Regions from separate parts of the Capra hircus genome. Here region 1 is linked to region 2. A link is a contact called in public Hi-C data. All regions are on one chromosome and are shown on one strand. The core of a region is the stretch at or near the end of the contact, and the rest is flanking DNA. Distances in the headings are between cores, read along the strand shown.

Region 1 (3,897 bases), core at 1,394-3,893, 120 kb after region 2:
GGGTGGCTGGGCAGTGAGCACACTGTCGTCATCACAGAGGAATGCTGGCTGTGGGGGTCGGCCACTTCCTTCCCTCCCCAGGGCTTGCAGCTCAGGCCAGGGATAATTGGGGGTTGGGCCTGTATCTGAGCCAGGGAGGCTGGGAGTTTGGGATGGTGCGGGCCGAGTCTAGCACCCTACCCTGACCTCTTCAGACCAAAGTCATGCCTGCGGTTAAGGTGAGCTGTGCACACATATTTCCTAAATCCTTGCTTTGGAGCTCCTGCATAAAGATCTCCTTGCTTGTAGCCTTGAGAAAGACAAATCAAACAGATAGAGCTCCCTGTGTCCAGAGAAGCTGAGGGTGGAGCGGTGAGCAGCAGTGGCCACTCTGAGGCACCCAGCTAGCCAGTGGAGGGGCAGACAGACCCTCAAGCATCCCTTGTCCAGTCTAGCACTGGTTTCCTCTGGCCCAGGCTCAGGAGCAGGGTGGCTGGCCTGGGAGAGGGCCAGGGAAACTCCAAACGCTGCAAGAGTGGATCTTGTGCTATGAGCACAGTCCCTGGTGACCCTGGTGACTCAGCCTGGGAATCCCAACTCCAGGGGCTGCCATGGAAATAAGGGTTAAGACATTGAGGGGGTGCCCCTAAGGGGTCCAGAGACCATGGCAGCAATTTAGTGAGGCTCCAGACCAAATAAGGTCTTGTCTCCTCCTTCTCTTGTGGCCCAAGTCTGGACCCACTGTTGCTGGTCCTCTGCCTAGTCCAAACAGTCTCTTTGAGGCAGAGAACTCAACCCCGATCCCTGATCCTCTCCCATAAAGTGGACTTGGAGAAGAAACCTGGTCTTCGAGTGTCTACATCGGACTTCATTTGCTGTCTCATTTTGGAAACAGTAGATGTAGCTTAAGCTAGAAAATATCAACAAGAATATGTCTTTGTAGCTTGGATTCAGCAACTGCTGAGTTATAGGAATGTTCATAGAAGGAAAACAGGGCAAGAGACAGGAGAAAAGGGGATTGGCCCAGCAGGTGCTCTGTCCTGTTCACTGCTATAACCCCAGGATCCAGCTTCGCCTGAGCACAGCAGATACCCTATGAGCGAGGTGCGGCATGGATGGGGATAGATGGATGGATGATGGATTCGGATCAGTATGCCCCCAGTGGGAAGGAAGAAGGGAGGGACATGGCTTTCCTGAGCATCACTGTGGTCATTTCTGTGCGGTTCTGTCATTCCAAGAGGATCTTTGCTCCCTCTTCAGTTGTCTTCACACGTGTGTCCTCTCCCAGTCATGCAGAGAGACTGGGTGTCCAGTGACATTGGCCAGCCAGCCACATAAAAGGGAAAGGGGCTCTTAACGTCAGGTAGGGTTTCTCTTCCTCTCCTGGAAGGTAGGTCCACAAAGGCCTCAATTTAGATAGAACCTCAGCTAAGTGTGAGAGGTTCCAGTCCTTTCTCTGCATGAGTGAGTATCAAGAAAGTCTCTCTTGACTGACTGACTGACGGGCAGGAGGGATGAAGGGTCAGCAGAGAGCCACCTGCCTGGATAGTCCGGAGAAAGCATGACCGACTGCCCTCCAGCTTGGCAAGTGAGAGACTACAATGATCATGTCACCAGGTCAGATAGCCATTGTGATAGCTAACTCCTAGATTGCTGCTCTGGGAGTATTTCAGAGGACTCGGTCCACATTGGGGGTAAAATGGACCAGGGTTTGCTGGGAGAAGGCACTCTTAGCCAGGAGGCCCCTGGTGACTCATCACTGCCAGGAAACAAAAATTAGTCTCCTTTCCTCAAGAACCCTCAAGAATGTTGGAGAAGACATCCCACAGCTGCATGGGCTGGAGCACACATGTATTCTTTGTTGCTAGTTGAGTGGTGACTCTAGAAGGCTGAAGACATAGGGGCATCTGATGGGCATGCAATGTTTCTCAGCCTCATGCCTGTACCAGCCATGCAGAGGCACTTCGAAGTGAGTCGGCACGGTCCCCACCGCTACCCTGGATATGAGCTCTCTGCGGACAAAAGATGGGGTTATTACCCTCAGAGCCCCCTCCTGGCACCCAGCTCACTCCTTACAAACAGCAGACAATTAGTAAGTGCACTTGATTCCAGAATGACAGATGTATATCCTACCTGTAGTATGAGGGAAAGGAGCAGAGATGCTGGGACGTAGGGATAGAAGTGATTTATCTCTGCCAGAGTTCACAGGCAGCCACTCTGAGGAACTAGCATTCAAGGGCCTGGAAGGGTGATGAGTCAGCCGTGGGAGAGCGTGTTTAGATTGTAGGCACAGCCCAAGCAAAAGTCTGGAGGCTCCCAAGTGCAGGACAGATCCTGCTTGTGGTGTGGCCTTGTGGCCTTGTATGGCTGCTCCAGGAACTAAGGCTGGACCAGCCCACAAGAGCCATACCGTGAAGAGGCTTTAGTGCTCCTCAGAAGTATGGACTTGATCCTGGCTGTGCAGGGTGAAACTGAGAGTCTGATCTGTGCTTCAGAAATCTCTCTGTGGAGGAAACGCTCACGCAACTGTGTTCCTGCTTGACCACGAGAGTGAGTGCCTCCCCTTGAATGTCATGCCGCAGGCCCCTACTTGCATTGCCCTTGTCTGGGACCCTGGTGCAAACCGAGGCAGGGCAATGGATAGGAGGCAGCTCGGGTCGCTCCACGTGGGTTGGGGCTCTGGCCACAGGGGATGGAGAGAAGTGAGTTTAGTTGACAGCAATATCCGTGGATGGCCCGGATGTGAGGTGGGTTGGAGTAGAACCCTTCCCAGGCCTTCCCAAGGTTCCCCATTCTGGGAGAAATGTAGGGAGATTCCCCACTTTGCCTAAGGGGCCATTGCTTTGATCTCAGGCTATGAGTCTGGGGGGCTGAGGGCATTGAGCTAAAGTGTAGGAAAGGTGATAAAAATTCACACATTGTCCCAGGAATACCCAGGTCACTGGTGATCACAGCCAGAACCTGAAACGACATACCAGCACTGTTTGGCCCTGCCCTTTGGACGCTGGGTGTGTGGGTACAACAGGCCAGGAAGGCTGGATAAGGGTGCCCCACTGCTGGATGCAGTGTTCTATAAATTCATCATCCCTCTGCTGTCTAGCAGGACCAGAGTCCACCCCCATGTCCACCTGTGTTCCCAGGGGACCCGAGTCCTACTCTCAAGTCCCAGCCCTCTGAAAGCTCTGACCCTGTGACCGCAGCGCCCCCTGCTGGATAGCACCCTTCTTGGAGTCTGCTGCTGCAGCTGCTGCTGCTGTCTTTTCAGTCCTGTCCAACTCTGTGCAACCCCATAGACGGCAGCCCACTAGGCTGCCCCGTCCCTGGGATTCTCCAGGCAAGAACACTGGAGTGGGTTGCCATTTCCTTCTCCAATGCATGAAAGTAAAAAGTGAAAGTGAAGTCGCTCAGTCGTGTCTGACTCTTAGCGACCCCATGGACTGCAGCCCACCAGGCTCCTTCGTCCATGGGATTCTCCAGGCAAGAGTACTGGAGTGGGGTGCCACTACCTTCTCCGTTCTTAGAGTCTAGGGAAGAAAAAAGGGTGCAGAGACAATGCTGGCTTAAAGGGTGTGAGCAGGAATTGAGGGTGGACTTTGGCTAAGGGAGATAGGCAGGAGCCACCTGGTAAACAGAGTACCTGTTTCCTGGTCAGTAGCCTTTAGCCGACTGCAAGAAAAGGAAGAGATGGGGTTTTCTATTTCTGCTTTATTGACTATGCCAAAGCCTTTGACTGTGTGGATCACAATAAACTGGAAAATTCTGAAAGAGATGGGAATACCAGACCCATCTGAGAAACCTGTATGCAGGTCAGGAAGTAACAGAACTGGATGGAACAACAGACAGGTTCCAAATAGGAAAAGGAGTACATCAAGGCTGTATATTGTCACCGTGCTTATTTAATTTATACGCAGAGTACAT
Region 2 (3,830 bases), core at 114-2,613:
CCTTTAATGAACCCTTCCTCAGTGAAGATTTAAATTTGAGGCCCCACATGGCATCTTTAGCATAGGGTTTCAGGAAGTGATGGCGGCAGGTGGTCAGAATCCTGTCCCTCCCAAAGGCTTAGAAACTTTTGAGATAATTCTGCCTGATCCCTTATCTGTATGTTGAAAATTACACAAGAGAAGATGAATAAGGAAATGACCAGAATTAAAATACTAACTCGACTCCTCCCTTGTTTTGAACAGGAACAGAAATTCTTGGCAAGTCAGTTCGTATTATATTCTCTACGTTAGGCGTGTGCATATTTTATGCATTTGGCTACATGCTGCTGCCACTGTTTGCTTACTTCATCAGAGACTGGCGGATGCTGCTGCTGGCGCTGACGGTGCCGGGGGTGCTGTGTGCAGCGCTGTGGTGGTGAGTGTGCCCTGTGCCTGGCACCTGGAGGACTCTCACTTACAATGTGCTCCCTCTTCTTTCGGTCCTGTGGCATGAGGCTGTAGAAGACACCAGCAGGGTGTCTTCTGTCTGGCTTTCACTAGGGGGCAGCAGCAACCCACACATCCTAAGTTCTTTCAGAATGTTTTTCCATCCACAGAAAAGCCAAAAACAAAACAACTTCAGGAAATCAACAGACTTGTTCTCAGCCCTGTGCTGGGTTGATCGGAGTGTAGACAGAGGAAAAAGCAGTAGCTGCAAGACGATAGTCCAGCATGACCTCCAGGAAGCTGTCAGACCGCAGGACAAGACAGCTTAGGCCCTGGCTGTGGTTGCGTGCTGCTACAGCCTCAGGCCACAGGACTGAGAGAAGAGGTAGCACGTTGTGAGAGTCCTCCAGGCAGCAGGATGGAGGAAGCCAGGCTCCATCTTAGCCTCCAAGATAGAGCTGGACAAGCAGAGAGAAGGCTATTCCATACGAAGAGAGAGAATGCAGCTGAGGCGGGAATCCCACGTTGCAGGTAGGGATGGTGAGGTCCCTGGCCCACGTGGATGTGAGAACATTGCAGAGGATAGTGGGAGAAGATACAGGGCACAGAAGACACAGATGAGTCCTGGTTATGACCCAAGGGCAGAGGCCACCTGGTGAGGTAGAAAATAAGACCCACAAAGTCTCAGAACACCCAAGTGCCCTATAGAGAGTCAAGTGGAAAAATCAAGGAGGGAGGGATGACGACAAACTAGAAGCTGTCAGAGGCCAGTGGAAAAGCTTCTGGGGATGCCAGGAACAAGCAGGGGAGTACAGCAAGGTGAGGTGTGTCCCCCCCCCCGCCCCCCCGCCCCAGCTCAGCCCATGACAGAAGCCGGGCTGCAGGAACCCACGTTACGCCTGTCTACTTAGTGTCCAGCAGGTGGCACCACCACTCCTCAGAAATGGGAGGTGGCCAGCCAGGGAGGAATCCCACCCATCAGGGTGTGTCGGCCCCTGTAAATTCTGTGTACTCCAGTGTGATCAGAGGCTCACACTTACTGGCTGTAGCACAGTGCATCTCTTAGCTTCTGGCATGGAAGTATCAAACATTCCTCAAGCCTCGCTCTGGTTCTGAAACCCCACTTCCCACCTCCACGTGTGCTCCACCTGGTCTGAGGGACAGAAGGCTCAGTGAGATTGCTTCTTGTACTTCCAGGTTCATCCCTGAGTCCCCCCGATGGCTCATCTCTCAGGGACGATTTCAGGAGGCAGAGGTGATCATCCGTAGGGCTGCCAAAACCAATGGGATCATTGCACCTTCAACCATCTTTGACTCCAGTGAGGTGAGCACCGTGCAGGGGCTGGTGGGAGGGTCCCGGTGACCACAATTTTAGGTCAGCATCACACAGCCCCAAAGCCCTCCCTTTACACAGCAGCCTGGCCCTCTCTATGCCCAAGCCCCAGCTGCCCCCAAGGCAGGTCCTGTTAAAATTCAGAAATTGAGAAGGTGCCAGCTGCCTCAATTCCTTTACCTTTCCTGTGGATTTTAGATTTTCATACTTTGTAGACATCTTCTCTTTTAGGTGATCATACAGTTAAACCATTACTTTTCATAATAAAAACTCTTTATGTGTAAAAGGTCTTCCATGAAGTTGGCATTCTGGGAAATCATTGTTTCTTATACCTTGGGCAGTTTCTAATTTTAAAAAAAAATGCACTGCCTAAAATATGAAACAAAAATAGATTAGGAGTTAAAACTGTCCTGTCTCCTTCCGCCTACCAGTGGGGAGTGGTTGAGCATCGTCTTAGAGCCAGGTCCTTTTCGACATCCGCCCTCCCCCAACCTCACACCCTCCTGCAAACCCTGTTCTCCCATGCAGTGAGTAATTTCCTGGCTCTGCCTGATTCCTGGGTCTTGCTTCTCTTTCCTGTTCCCTGTGTTTCCACCCTGTCTGTAACGAGCAGTTTTCCTCAGTCCCGTGGCTCCCAGAAGAGCTTAGATGTCATTGTTGGCTGATGGGATTCTGGAGTATGTCTCTGCTCTGACAAAGACAAGGGCCTGGCTGTGGAAAGAGCCAGCAGGAGCATATTGCTGGGTGCAAAGGCGCGTTCGAGCCAGTCTGACTTCCAATACAGAGTTTAGGCTTGGGAAAGAGAGACCAGTTACTAGAGGAGGCAAAGAAGCCACTGGCCACTGATGGCTCTGCCAGCCTCACAGTTAAGAAGTGGCCCAGCACCAGCTCCTACTCGGATGTCCTAGAAAGGACTTGGTCAGAGTTCAGTAAGGGGTAGATGGCAGGGAAGGCTTCTGAGTTAGGTAGCCTTGGTAGCTTTGCAGAGGTCAGTCTGGTGAACCCATGAATCCACTGGCATTTTTATAGGAATGAGGCTATTTCAGGGGATCAGTTAGGTCAAAAGTTGACCTTTTGTTGAACTGCTAACTCAGGAAAAACAGACTCCAAAGCTGGGTTTGCTTAAGAAAGCAACATCAGTGTGTTTAGACGTGTAGTTTATTAATGTCCTTGGCTGTGCCAAGTTTCATAGGAAGTTACACTGGGTGAAGCCAAGGTCAATTTTCCTGTTTTTCTATCTGAAATTTTTTTTTCCTTGGAAGTAGACCAGTAACTACATGGTAGGAGGACCAAAAAACATTAATTCTTTAAAAAAAATACCATATCAATAAACTACACAGCCAGTTTCTCTCTCTGACCCAGAAGGCTGGGAGCCAGGCTTGGGAAGGAATGCTCAGAGGCCTCCCTGGAATGTGGCCATTGACGGGGTTCGGGATGGTGCTAAGAGAGAGCAATCAGCGTAGGCCTCCTCCTTGGCTGCATTACGTTACAGGCTGGTCACTTACTTTTACTCCTCTTTCTTGTTCACTAATTTGTTATCGACAAGGCCTGGTGAAGCCTTCTGCAGCCCAAGAACAGCCTCTACACCTACTCTTCTTTTCAAGCAAGAAACACGAACCACTCCCCAAGTCAGAGACACAGAAAGCTAAGATGCCAGGGTTTCGAGTCTGTTCTGGGGTCTCTAAGTCTCCAACCCTCTCTCCCTCCCATACCCTTGTCCTGTTGCCCACAGCTACAAGACCTAAGCTCCAAGAAGCAGCAGTCCCACAGCATCCTGGATCTGGTTCGAACCCGGAACATCCGGATGATCACCGTCATGTCCATAATTCTGTGGTGCGTAAGTGAGACCTACCCGGGGCCTCCAGACGCAGCTTCTGGCAGTAGCTCTCAGGCTTCACATTTGTAGACCTGTCTCAGACCAGAATTGAAAGCCTGTGTCATCAGAAAGTGGCACAGATGTGCCTTGCAATTAAAGAAGTGGGCAGGTCCTGGTTCTTAATGGAATTTCAGAGGAGGAGTACAAAAACTGTTGTGGGGGCTCTTGAGGAAAATACGGGATCTTTGGGGATCC

What was found. Hi-C and Micro-C count contacts between places; a contact is called where the count stands out from the background.
Region 1: a Hi-C map of blood shows a contact between it and region 2, with 4 times the contacts expected there. The contact joins two enhancer-like sites. A contact is called at or near these places in 3 of 5 Hi-C or Micro-C datasets (all in blood).

What each region holds. Positions count from the first base shown.
Region 1 is chr7:88,644,163-88,648,059 of ARS1.2, forward strand. No RefSeq gene overlaps it. Among named protein-coding and RNA genes, the nearest start is that of IRF1, 8.4 kb to the left of the region's middle. Within about 2 kb of position 2,644, at least 1 of the 5 cell types and tissues checked has an H3K27ac peak or open chromatin away from gene starts, as enhancers often do.
Region 2 is chr7:88,527,193-88,531,022 of ARS1.2, forward strand. SLC22A5 (solute carrier family 22 member 5) reads left to right here. Exons shown (of 10, transcript XM_005682678.3): 4 at 244-415; 5 at 1,624-1,750; 6 at 3,492-3,592. Among named protein-coding and RNA genes, the nearest start is that of SLC22A5, 18 kb to the left of the region's middle. Within about 2 kb of position 1,364, at least 4 of the 5 cell types and tissues checked have an H3K27ac peak or open chromatin away from gene starts, as enhancers often do.